Regions from separate parts of the Sus scrofa genome. Here region 2 is linked to region 1. The links are chromatin contacts, called in public HiChIP or PLAC-seq maps. All regions are on one chromosome and are shown on one strand. Each heading gives the region's core, a stretch centred on a gene start, on an enhancer-like site or on the middle of the called end of the contact. The rest is flanking DNA. Distances are from core to core; before and after follow the strand shown. Region 1 has its middle 120 kb from the start of C6H1orf87. Region 2 overlaps LOC100524940 (cytochrome P450 2J2).

Region 1 (6,419 bases), core at 1,511-4,010:
AACTACCAGTGTAACTATCCTACTCCATCCCTATCAGTTGAGATGAACAGGTTCAGGTAAGAAGATAAAGAATCTCTTTTGGCCATGTTGAATTTGATGTTTTTATTAGATATTCAAGTGGACAGTTGAATGTTTAGGTCTGGGGTTCTGGGACATATTTTTAAATCGTGGGATTGGATGAGATCATCTAGGAAAAATATGTCCCCAGGAATAAAGAGGGATGCCAACAGTTAGAAATCGAATGAAAAAGGAGCCATCAAGAGTCCAGAAATAAATGAAGACCAGCCAAAAAAGAAACACAGAGAGAGCCTTTCCTAATTGCTAGCATGAAGGAGAGTCTGAAAGTGCACATGGTGGTTAGCACATGTTTTACAGGCAGAGACTGGTCATGAGGAAACAGGGATGGGAGAGGAGGAATGTAGGGCAATGTAGAAGTTAGCAAATCGTTCTCAGATGACCCATGGATAGACACGCCTGGGGAAGTACATTCAGAAGTTGACATTTACCAAAGAAACACAACATTAGCACATTTTGCAAAGGTGTAGTGGAATGATCTCAAGCCATGCAAAATATAGGAGGGGAAGCAGGGGAACCTGGCATCATCAAGGACCTTCGAGAAAGATTTTTAAGGAGGGAATAATCAGTGTGTTGACTTTGTGGAGCTAAAGTAAGATAAGAACAGAGCAGTGACCCTGGGCGTTGTCCATGTGGAATCCCTGGTGATCTCAGAGTATCCCAGGTGAGTGGTGAGAGGAAGGTGGACTGTGCTTTGCTGGGGAACAGGGCTGAAGATACGGCACAGTGTTAAGAATGGAGCTGCTCTGTGCTGCTCATAGAGAGGTATCTGTATTCCTAGTCATCCCTTTAATGCACAAATGGTTGTTTGCTGTTGATGTGATCCTCAACATTGTCATCTTCACTTATAAAAGGTCTCAACCATCATTTAATGTATGTATCTACTGATGCAGTTTAAAAAAAATGACTGTGTATAATACCTGTGCAATGAACAGTGTTGTTGTTTCTAGCCACTTAATACCATGAACAATGCTTCAGGGAAGGTGTTTGTAGTTGTGCTTTTAAAATTCTTGGGTGAGAAGTTCCCATCATGGCTCAGCAGGAACGAATTTGACTAGCATCCATGAGGACATAGGTTTGATCTTGGCCTGGCAGAGTGGGTTAAGGATTCGGCATTGCCCTGAGCTGTGGTATAGGTAGGTCGCAGACAAGGCTGGGATCTGGCATTGCTGTGGCTGTGGTGTAGGCCAGAGGCTGCAGCTTCCATTCGACTCCTAGCCTGGGAACCTCCATGTGCCTTGGGTGCAGCCCTAAAAAGATTTAAAAAAAAATTTCTTGGGTGAGTTTAGGATACATTCATAAAAGGAGAACAATTGGGTCAAAGGTGTGTTTGTTTAAATACTGATAAACATGATAGATTTTCTGTGGTCTTCTATGTACCAGGGTGTCTGTTTCCTCACATCCTTGCCAACTTAAAGCTAATAGTTATTCGACCATTGACTACATGAAAAACAATTGCTTCGATTTACATTTTATTACTTGTTATTTTTAAGCTCAAAAGTGATGTTGAGCTTAAAAATTTCTGCACATTTCTGTAAAAGCCATTTGTACTTATTTAAAAATTTTTTTATTCAATTAATTTACCACATCTGTAGTTGTATAATGATCATCACAGTCCAATTTCACAGGATTTCCATCCCACAACCCTGCACTTATTTTTATCTGAACATGACTTTTACCTAGCTTCTTTTCTATTAGTCAATCCTTTTCTTACCAATTTGTATTTACTCTACCATATTAAGAGAACTAGACTTATCTGTGATTTATGTTGTTGATGGAGTCTTCATATTTTTCCTGGTCTTATGTCTTTAATTAGAGTATCTCTACCAAATAGAAATAATTATATTTTAATGTAGTCAGAATCAGCAATCTCTTTTTAAATTGAGCTTCACAGCTTTGTGTCATGCTTAGAAGTCATCCCAATTGAAATAACATAATTTACCCACATCTTGGGAATTCTTTTATGGTTTAATATTGACTTTAACATTTTTGATCCATCTGACAAATTTTGCTGTGAGAAGGAAGATCTAACTTCATTTATTGCCCCCATGGCTAATTTGCTAATTAATTCTTTGTCTTCCTACTGCTTTGAAATGCTATCTTTTTTTTTTTTTTTTTTTTTTTTTTTTTTTTAGTAAGTAAAAATCCTCTTTCTTCTCCCACCCCCATACTATCTATACTGGGACCCTCCAATTGGGTCTATTGATCTTTCTATATATTCATGCTTTGTTTTGTTTTCTTGCCACAGGTGTGGCATATGGAAGTTCCCAGGCTAGGGGCTGAATCAGAGCTGCAGCCGACAGCCTATGCCACAGCCACAGCAATGTCAGATCAGAGCACTGTCTGTGACCTATGCCACAGCTCGAGGCAATGCCAGATCCACAGATAGTAGTCAGGTTCCTTATTGCTGAACCATGACGGGAACTCGTATTCATGTGTTTTCTTCAATCAGTGTTTTTTTTTTTTTTTTTTGTTTGTTTTGTTTTGTTTTGTTTTGCTTTTTTTAAGGCCACACCCCTGGCATATGGAGGTTCCCACGTTAGGAGTCTAATCAGAGCTACAGCTGCCAGCCTGCACCCGAGTCATAGCAACGTGGGATCTGAGCTGCATTTTCAATCTACACCACAGCTCTGGGCAACACCAGATCCTTAACCCACTGAGCAAGGCCAGGGATGAAAACTGCAACCTCATGGTTCCTTGTCGGATTTGTTTTTGCTGCAATCAGTTTTTAGTCTTAGTCATCCTACGCCACAACTTTGCTTTGTTCCCTATTTTTCCGGCCATCCTTTTCGTTTTGACTTTCATGATAAACTTGGAAATCAGCTGGTCTAGCCAATTCCAAGGGAAATGCTCTTGGTGAGGATTGTTAGCAACCCCACACCTCGCACAGTCTTCCAGATCTCAGAAGTAAGAAGGCCGTCCTTCCAGGTTCTCAAGCAAAGAACTTTTGAATCCTACTCCTTTCCTCTGTTTCTTACACTTCAAATGTAAATCCACAAGTTCAGGTGTCCATTTTCAAAATACACCTGACATTCAACTCTCTCTCACTTTCTCCACTGCTGACATCCTTTCACAAATATCTTCACCTCGCATCTGGATTATTGCAAAAGCCTAATCTTCCTGCTTCTGTGATTGCTTTTTGAACATTCATGCACATTCAAGCATCCACATTCATGTCAGGGAATTTCCTTGAAAAACAAGTCTGATCCAGTCATTCAACTACTCAAAAAGCTGTCCAATAGCTTAGGTCCTCGTGAAGCCCCAGCATGCCCTGCCCTCTGGCTTTTGTTATCTCTCTGACCTTATCTGTTATTCTCCAGACCTGACTTTCTGGCCCAAATGTTGCCAACCTGCCAGGAACATTCCTGACTCAGAGCCTCCCTGCTCTCTTCTCTGCTGGCAAAGCTCTTCCCCAAGATGTCTACATGGCTCCCTCCCTCGCCTCTTTCTGACCTTTGCTCAGAAATTGTAATCTCGAGAATTTTTCTGACCCCTATGTAAAACTGCAACTCCTCCCCCTGTTTTATTTTTCTTCATAGCACAAATACCCACTTAGCATACTTTGTGATTTTTGTTTATTCTTTCTCCCTCTGCTCCTCACTGGAATGTAAGCTCCATGAGCAGAGTTTATAAAAATCTGTTTTGTTCACAGTGACATCACCAATGACTAGCACACAAACAGATGCTCAATAAATATTTGTTGGCTATGTAAACAGATTAAAAAAAAAGGAAAGAAGAAGAAAATTTACATACTAAGAAGTACAAGAAAAATAAACCATTAAAAGAGACATTGAAAGAGACCTTAAGGTTAAATGGGTCAAATATTCAAAAAGATAATAAAGATATTAGAGGTTATAAGGATAAAAATGCGTTATTTTACACATAACAAAGTAACTTACATTAGCATCAACAGAATATATAGTTACACACACACACACATTTTAATGGCTGCACCAGTGCCATTTGGAAGTTCCCAGGCCAGGGGTCAAATCTGAGTTGCAGCTGAGCCCTGTGCCACGCCACAGTAACATCTGATCTGAGCTGCATCTGCAAACTATGCCACAGCTTGTGGCAACACCGGATCCTTAACCCACTGAGTGAGACCAGGGCTTAAACCTGCATCCTCATGGAGACAGTCTTGGGTCCTTCACCTGCTGAGCCACAGTGGGAACTCCAGAATTTTTATATGTGAAAGTTTAATCCTTGAAATTATAGTGATAACTCTTAATGCATGCCGTACTTGTTAAGTACTGGTAACATTTAATAGCTTTTTAGGGACTAATTTAATCTGAGGAAGGTGAGATGGGAAAATCAAGGCACAGAGAAAGAGGACCTTGCCTGACATTATTCATCTGTTAAATGATGTGACGAACACAGGACTCAGGCCCAGGTGATCTATGCTCCTAACCACTATTGTTTTTCTTTTAAAAAAAAACTTTTCTACATACTTTAATTTCCCAGTGGTATTTTTTTTCCCTGGTTATGACCCTCTTCTGGACTTATTTTTCTTATCTGCAAAATGGAGGGTATGAGGTTAGGTCACATGGTGTGCCGAATTTTATAAAGTAGAGTGTTTGGTAAATTTGTCAAGGGCTGCCTTGCCAGGAACGCCACCCAAGCAGTTTGAAAATTAAAAGGAACAGATTAGAATTTGACCTGGGAAATTCCAAGGACTATTTAGAGGCAACCTAAAAACATTTATTTCCGAAAAGTGCATTCTCCCAAAGGCAGCAAACACAGACTGTGCTTATCTGGAAAGCTCAGGTGAAATCTGAAGTTCTGAGCTGCTCCACGATGTGATGGGTTGAGACCGCCCCCCTGTGGTCATAAAGTGAAGTTGTAGAAGCAAACCCCCTCTCTTCCTTTCTGGGAGAACTCTCCTATATCCTTGTTTCTTTAACTATTTTGTCACTTGATGTAAGACCACCGATGAGACTCTAGACGTGCCAGTATTTTTCATAGTTTGAAATGATCACAGGATAAAATTCCTTTGGGAACATGGTATTCCTAGCCCTTTGTAATCTGGGGCCAGTTAACCTCTTCATCCTTGGTTCCATCTAAGGATGTCTCTCTAGTTCCTGCACATGACAGGCATTCTTCTACCTCTGGGTTTCTGCATACACAATCCTATGGCCTGACATGCTTTTTGCCTCCATTTCTACCATAAGAAACCCCGATAACTTTTGAAAACCCAACTAAAAATTCTGTGTGACCCTTGTATCCTCGCCACCAAAAACCTAATCTATTTTGGGAGGAGTGAGGTACTTCTTCTGACTTTGCATCCCCCAGACCCTAGGACCGTGCAACACACTAAGAACATGGTACCCCTTGCTTTCAAATATTCTTAACTGCATTTTCTCTCAGAAGTTTTAAACGCTAAAAAACAACTAGTTCAGGCACCCATATTTCTCACCTTGACTGTTGAAACAGCCTCTTAAATAGTTTCCCTGCCTGCTTCCATTCTTCTCGTAGAGTCATTCTCCAAACAGCTGCCAGAGGAAATGTCCAAAAATAGACAATAATAGGCCAGTATTTTACATAAAACCCTCTGATGGTTTTCCTTTACCTGCTGGAATGGCCTTTAAATATCTTGATTATGCATATTTGTTAGTAAACTACATCCCAGAATACATCCACAATATAGATTTATTTAGGTGTTCATAAATCACATATATGTACTACTATAGTCATAAATCACATATGTTATAGGACAAAAATAAAAATTTAAGGATTAAAAACATCAGTGATACTTATTTTTGTCAGTATAAAAATCTTATTGTACTAATATCACGTTTTATGGTGAAAGCCCTATCACTGGTTGTACTTGTACCTTTTTTGTACCCTTTTATTTTTTTCTTTTTTGGCTACCCTGCAGCATATGGAGTACCTGGGCATCCGAGCCACAGTTGTGACCTACACAGGTAGAGGTGCAGTGATGCTGGATCCTTAACCCAATGTGCCAGGGAGCAAACCTGTGTCCTAGCACTCCAGAGATGCCACTAATCCTGTTTACAGCACAGCAGGAACTCCACGTAGTTGATTGTTTTTGAAGTTCTTCCTTCAACACTGTGTTACTAAATTTCAGTTTACTTGGTGCTTTATTTAATTGGTTGTTGGAGCAATAATAATAGAAGTTCAGACTTTTTTTCAGCATCTCAATGGAGAGTCTTGTGCAGCTTTTGGTGCAAATGCAAATCTATTTGGAAAATACTGACTTAACAGGATCTGGACTTCAAAATGGCATTTGGGAGTCTTTTAAAACCTGGCCCAAGCTATACTTCCAGCCTGGCTCTAAGCATTGTCTCCTGTACCCTGACATACCTGATTTCAGACAAATTGGACTA
Region 2 (6,419 bases), core at 1,161-3,660, 170 kb before region 1:
AAAGTGGATTTGAATCAGGTGGAAATGTGTACTGTGAACTGCAGGGCAACCACTTAAGTTTTGAATAAAGGAAGGGTTGGCATGCTAGGACAGAAGAGAAAATGAAGTTATACAAAATAATTGAAAGGAGAGTAGAGAGAAAAAGTAAAAGACAAAGAAAAATCAAGAGTAATGAGTAGAAAACAGAAATGAACATGGTACATAATAATCTGTATCAATAACCACATTAACCATTGGTTTAAATGCACTAATTAAAAGACAGTGTCTGTCAGAGTGGACAAAAAAACAAGACTACTTTCAGATTATTATTAGTGTATAGAAACACAATTTTTTATGTTGATTTTGTATCCTGCAACTTTGCTGAATTCATTTATTAATCCTAACAATTTGTGTGTGTGTGTAATCTTAACCAAGAAGGCAATAGACTTCTACACTGAAAATGATAAAATACTGTTGAACACAATTAAAGAAGACACAAATACATGGAAAGATAGCCCACGTTCATGAATTGAACATTTAAAAAAGTATCCATTGTTAAGTGAGTGAAATTCCTATCAAAATCCCAAAGGCACTTTTTACAGGAATAAAATTATACAGAAAATATAATCCTAAAATTCATATGGTATCACAAAGGACCCTGAATAGCCAAAACAATCCTGAGAGAGAAGAGCAAACCTGGAGGCTTCACACTTCCTTCTATGAGTTGTCTGTTTTTGATACTTTGGGAAAGCGGAATCATTAACATTTCTCCTGTGGCTGGCGTATATCACTTAGCATATTGTCCTCAAGGTGCCTCTATATTGTAGCATATGACAAGATTTCCTTCTTTGTGGCTGAAGAATAGTTCGTTGTATGTATAGTCCACATTTTCTTTATCCATTCATCCCTTAATGGACATTTAGTTTGTTTCTACCTTTTGGCTTTTTATAAACAATGCTGCAATGAACATGGAAATGAAAACCTCTCTTCAAGATTCTGATTTCAGTTTTGGATAAAAGCCCAAGAACTTGGATTGCTGGATCTTAAGGTAGTTCTATTTTCAATTTTTTGAAGAACCTCCATGGTGTTTTCCATAGTGGCTGCCCCATTTTACATTTCCACCAACAGTGCAAAAGTGTTCCAATTTCTCCACACTGCTGGTTGCCAGGGATTGGGGGAAGGAGGAAATGGGACAACTTCTTTTCAATTGGTAGAGAATTCCAGTCATGCCAGGATGGAAAATTTCTCAGACCTTGTGTACCACATTGTGCTCATAGATAACAGTGTTGTACTATACACTTAAAAACTTTGTAAAGCACGTAGATCTTATGTTATTTGTTTTCTAATCACATACAAAATATACACACAAAAAGATCTGACCCTATGTTGCTTAGAGAACCACTTTAAACATAAATACACAGATATATTGAAATTAAAAGGATAGGAGATTATTCCATGCTAACACCAATCAAAAGGAAGCTGGAGTAGCTGTGTTAATTGCTGACATCAGAGCAAGAAAAATTATCATGGATTGAAAAAGGGCACAACATAGTGATAAACAGTCAATCCTTAAAACATAGCGATCTTGTAATGTGTATGCACCTAACAGAGCTTCAAACACATGAGGTAAAACTGGTAGAACTGAAAGGAAAAATAGATGAATTCATTGTTATAAAGGCTTGAATAGCCCTCTACCACCAACGGACAGAAACAGGAGGCGGAAAATCAGTTGAACCAAACAGCACCATCAATCAATTGGATCTGGTTGATATTTAGGAATTCATCATCCAACAAAAGCAGCACAAAAATTTTTCTCAAGCTCATGAGGAACAGTTACCAAAATAGATCACATTCTAACATAAAACACACTATCAAATATCAGTACACAAATAAAATTATGCTTTCATAATACAACGGAATTAACTGGAAATCGATAACAGAAAGATAGGTAGAAAACTTCAAATTATTTGGAGTTCCTGTAGTGGCTCAGTGGTTAACAAACCCGACTAGTATCCATGAGGACGAGGGTTTGATCCCTGGCCTCGATCTGTGGGTTAAGAATATAGTGCTACCTTGAGCTGTGGTGTAGGTCACAAACGCAGCTCAGTTCCCATGTTGCTGTGGCTGTGGTGTAGGCCAGTCTCTACAGCTCCGATTCAACCCCTAGCCTGGGAACCTCCCTATGCCTGGGGTGCAGTCCTAAAAAGACACAAAGACGAAAACAAGCTAACAATCAAACAAAAACTTCCAACTACTTGGACATTAAACAACATACTGTTCTCTTGCACGAAGTAGCATCATGGAGGGAGGGCCCTGGTAGATTGGGGTGGGTGTGGTGGGGCTGGAGGCAGTGGTGTTGAAGGAGGGGCACGTGGTGTCTAGAGAAGAGTTGGCTGCACCCTACTGACCTCGCCTGCAGAGCTTCCAGTTCTATAACTGGGTTGAGCAATGAAGCTACATCAGCTAGTTTAGGAAGTTATATAAATTGTGTACTTACTGGCTGACGCCATGTGATGACAAATGAATCTTCTTGGAAGTGCATGTAGCAAGAGGGAAGTTTGTTCCCTAAGAGTGACCAGAAAAGGGATGGGCCTGCCCTACTGAAAATTCGTTCAGAGACAAAAGGAGTAGTTTACAGAGTGGAAGAGAGGGTGGGGGTAGGAATAAAATTACTCTGTCCCTTGCAGTCTACTAAGTCCCCTGCCATCAATCTGCTTACAGAGATAGGATCACATGTTTGGATTTATACCCTCATCACCAGAGTGTGGTTTCTGCCTGCAGACACATGTATCTGAGGGAGAAAACAAAGGCTTGAGGGCTAAATGCTTAGCTGATAGTCACAGTCAGGAATTGAGAAGAGACAAACCCAAGACCCTGGACACTCCTTCCCAGTGCCTCCCCTTCCCTCTTGGTAGCTTAGCAACAAGCAGCTTCAGTTGGCTCCAGGGGAGAACAGGTAGAGCACTGGGGTTCCCTGGTCTAACATAGAAACCCAACCAGGAAGCTATGTCCTTGTCACTTAGTTACTTGCCAGCCCTGCCTCCTGTCTGTAAACATACAGGGCTCTGGGAGGTGGCCCCTCTGCTGGAGCCTCTCCCTGGAGCATGTGGTCCAGCCACGCCCAACCTGGACACACTCTGTACAACTTAGGATCTCCCGAGTGCCCTGCTCCTCAGCTGCTTGTAGGTCTTCCACCTCCAACCTGATGTGACACTGACACTGCAGCATGGGCTTGTCTGTCTCAGCAGGATACAGGTGGAGGAGAGACCCACCGCCTGGGTTGCTTTGTGGTAAAAATCTGTGCCTTGTCCATGATGCCACAGAACATGTCATGTGCTGACACACTATGTGTCACACAAAGGAAGAGAGAGAGGGGCTCTGGAGCGTCCAAAATAGATGAGGAATAAGAGAGCAACAAAATACAGCTAAGAATTATTTTACACTTGGATGGAAATACATTTTAGAGTTTCTCCAATGAACTTTGAAAAAGGAAAAAGACATTTTACATGACCAGAAATTTCAACTACTCCCAGTCATGTCTGCAAGCTTTCTGGTTTATTGTGGTCACACTCTACTTGGCTCTGGGTTCAGTTGCATCTATTAGGTCAGGATGAGTGCCAGGGGTTTTCCATCTATTCCACAGGGAGTAGATAAATGCCTTCCCTTCAGGAACCAATGAAAATGTGCAGCAGAGGAGAAATGGAACTCAGAGATGGCTTAACAAAGCCCTTCATTTTATAGATGAGGAGACTGAGCATATAATGGAAAGTAATTTGGCCAATTTATCAGTCTCCAACGTGGATGATTTGACCGCGGGAGAAAGAAGACAAGATCTCAGATGTTACAGAAGTTCAAGGCCTGATTTGATTGCTTTTATTCTAGAAATATCATTTGGGGTGCTTTCTAGAGTTGCAACTTCCCAGGAGTTTACAAAGGAAGTAGATGTTGCTGGGCATCTGAGGTTTCACTTTATTGTCTAGACCAAATGTCCTCCCACAGTTTAGGAAACAAACCACTTACCAGACATTCTCTTGGCTCTCCCTGACAAGTTCAGACTACTTCCAGCCAAACACAAACACATTCTTTCTCCCTTCTACATTCCCTTCTTCCATTCCTATTTCTATATCTTTTTTTCCATTGAATTGGCTTTCCTATGAATCCCAAGTAAGAGGAAAGAAAAGCCTCGTGTCCTCATGGCTCATTTGGTTCTGAGCTACTTCAATTCCTTAGGTCTAACTGCCTTCAGGAAAAGGATCTTCTACAAAGTTTACTCCAGTTTACCAGATTTGTGTGTATTCATATTGGTGTTGGCAACAAAACCCCATGAATTATCACTGGTACCCAGCTTTCCAGTTTATGGACTTTTTTCCCCCCCATCAGGAACCACACACAGGAGGATCAAGCAGGATTCTGGCATTTCTGGTTCCTGCTATAAAATATTCTAACATTGCTTAGTTGACTTTAACCTGGGAATACTTGTCAGTCAAAAGCCAACAATCCAATTGTGAGAAAAGCCATAAGTACCACACTGTCAAATCAGATATAAAATGGCTGGATATAAATGTCTGAGAGAGGATTTAAGGTAAAGAGGCAACTTAAAGACAGAAATTATTTCCACCTTTGCTCCCTATACATGCTTTCTAGGTTTGGTTAATTGTGGTCACACTCTCTTTGGTCTTGGGACCAAGGTCATGGTCATGGGTCCTTAGGTGAACAAAAGAAACTGCTTCTTCGTAGAAATCTGCCTATAAATCAGGACACTACCTGCCCTGCTTTTTTCCTGGGGGACTCAACTAAGGCAGAAGCAGGAGAAGCCTCCACAGTGCTACCAAGCATGACATTCTTTCTGGCCAACCACTGAGGCTGCAATGGGTCGAACTTCTCTTATCGACCATTTGGCACCATTTTGACTCAAACCATCTCAACAGGCAAGAAGCAAATTCCCAAAAGGAAGGAAGCAGAAAGGAGGCAGATCACAGCTATGACTTTATGATGAGCTTTATGGTTTCCAAACCAGTTAAAGTCTTTTATTTCTCCCAATTTTTACTGCAGTTCTTCCTTTACAGAAGCAATCATGATCCTCTTTAAATCTCCCAGGTGAAAAGGCAAATGAATCACATACATCATAACTGATTTGCCCAGGGCCACACTGGAGATGGCAAAGCTGGGGTTTGAATCCAGGTTCTTCTGAGTGCAGTTCCTAGGACCTGTGCTCAGAGGCACTTCATGCTGTCCCCTCACTTCTGAGCAGGAGCCCCTGCCTTGGGGGAGGTGCCCATTCTCCCTGCTTTCCTTCCCCTCCACCCCCCACAACCTCATGCCCTGGGAACTGCACAGATGCGGTAGGTGACTGGGGAGAGGGTCAGGCCCATTCTGAACTTGAGGCTCAGCTTCTCATTGTCTGGAGGCCTGAAGGAGAATTTTTGTAAAAGGGAAGTAAAGAAAACGAACAGCTCAGTCCTGGCCAGCTGCTCTCCAAGGCACGCCCGCTTCCCTGCAAGACAAAAGCGTAAAAGGAGTTACCTTCCTGGTGGTGTCTGTGCCCAGCAAGGACTGAGATCTACCATGTCTGGCAAAGCCCGAGCCTGGGGCGGGCCTGCTGGGCCTGGGGCTTTATGGACTCGGCTTATTTGATCAGAACCACCTGGGTTCATCCAAGCCCAGAAAGCATCAATCCACAATCACACACTCCAGAGCCCTCAGGGGCAGGCAGGTGAGGCACAGGTGTGAAGGTTCAGGGTGTAGATGAAGGAAGGGAGGGGCCTGGGTTGACTGTGACTGGAGAGTGGTGTTTAGCCTAAAGTCTTTCCAAAACCCATTACCAATCACAAAACACAAGTGCAGATAAAAATCTAAAAATCTGCATTAAGTTTTTCAATTCTTAAAACTGTTGCAAAGTATAAGCAAGTCAATATCAGAACAAGGTGTCTCAAGTGTAAGGCATCTTTTCCTTGTGTCAGGTTCTCCTCCTTAATGACTGGGACTCTCTCTGCCATGGCCCCTCCTGCAGGGCAGGCCCCTTCTCATCAGACTGTGCTCTGACCCCCACTCCAGGTCTCCACTGCCCCCTCCCCTTCCTAAATGCCCTCCTTGTCCCACTTGGGCTACAACAGCCCTCACTGGTCTCTACCTCCGTTTCTCTTGTATGGGTCTGAATAACTTTCTCCCTAGTGATACATATTCACTGCAGAAAGGAAAAAGAATTGTGAAAAGCGTTAACACAGTGAAAGATGTCTGCATTCCAATAACCCCGACAGAACGCTTGTTAACATCCCCACTGCCCTCATCAGGATTCTCCTGCACACAGTCACTGGCATTATCTCTGTGGTTAATTATATGCACCGTTTTTGCTACTTTGCATTTTCCCTGTAATGAAATATTCTTCGTTAATTGTTAAAGTGTGCATGCCTCAATTTTGTCCTCTGTTTGTAAGAACTTGT

The links. HiChIP or PLAC-seq counts read pairs in DNA pulled down with a chosen protein or histone mark.
Region 2: a contact with region 1 is called in an H3K27ac HiChIP or PLAC-seq map of alveolar macrophages. The contact joins two enhancer-like sites. A contact is called at or near these places in 6 of 47 Hi-C or Micro-C datasets (alveolar macrophages, embryonic fibroblasts, epiblast stem cells and 3 more) and 1 of 2 datasets of contacts at active chromatin or transcription factors (alveolar macrophages).

Annotation. Positions count from the first base shown.
Region 1 is chr6:152,288,237-152,294,655 of Sscrofa11.1, reverse strand. No RefSeq gene overlaps it. Among named protein-coding and RNA genes, the nearest start is that of C6H1orf87, 120 kb to the right of the region's middle. Within about 2 kb of position 2,760, at least 2 of the 83 cell types and tissues checked have an H3K27ac peak or open chromatin away from gene starts, as enhancers often do. A contact at or near this core is called in alveolar macrophages, where this site is marked.
Region 2 is chr6:152,461,227-152,467,645 of Sscrofa11.1, reverse strand. LOC100524940 (cytochrome P450 2J2) reads right to left here. Exons shown (of 8, transcript XM_013996310.2): 8 at 4,962-5,473. The coding sequence ends at 5,366. Among named protein-coding and RNA genes, the nearest start is that of CYP2J34, 4.5 kb to the left of the region's middle. Within about 2 kb of position 2,410, at least 8 of the 83 cell types and tissues checked have an H3K27ac peak or open chromatin away from gene starts, as enhancers often do. A contact at or near this core is called in alveolar macrophages, where this site is marked.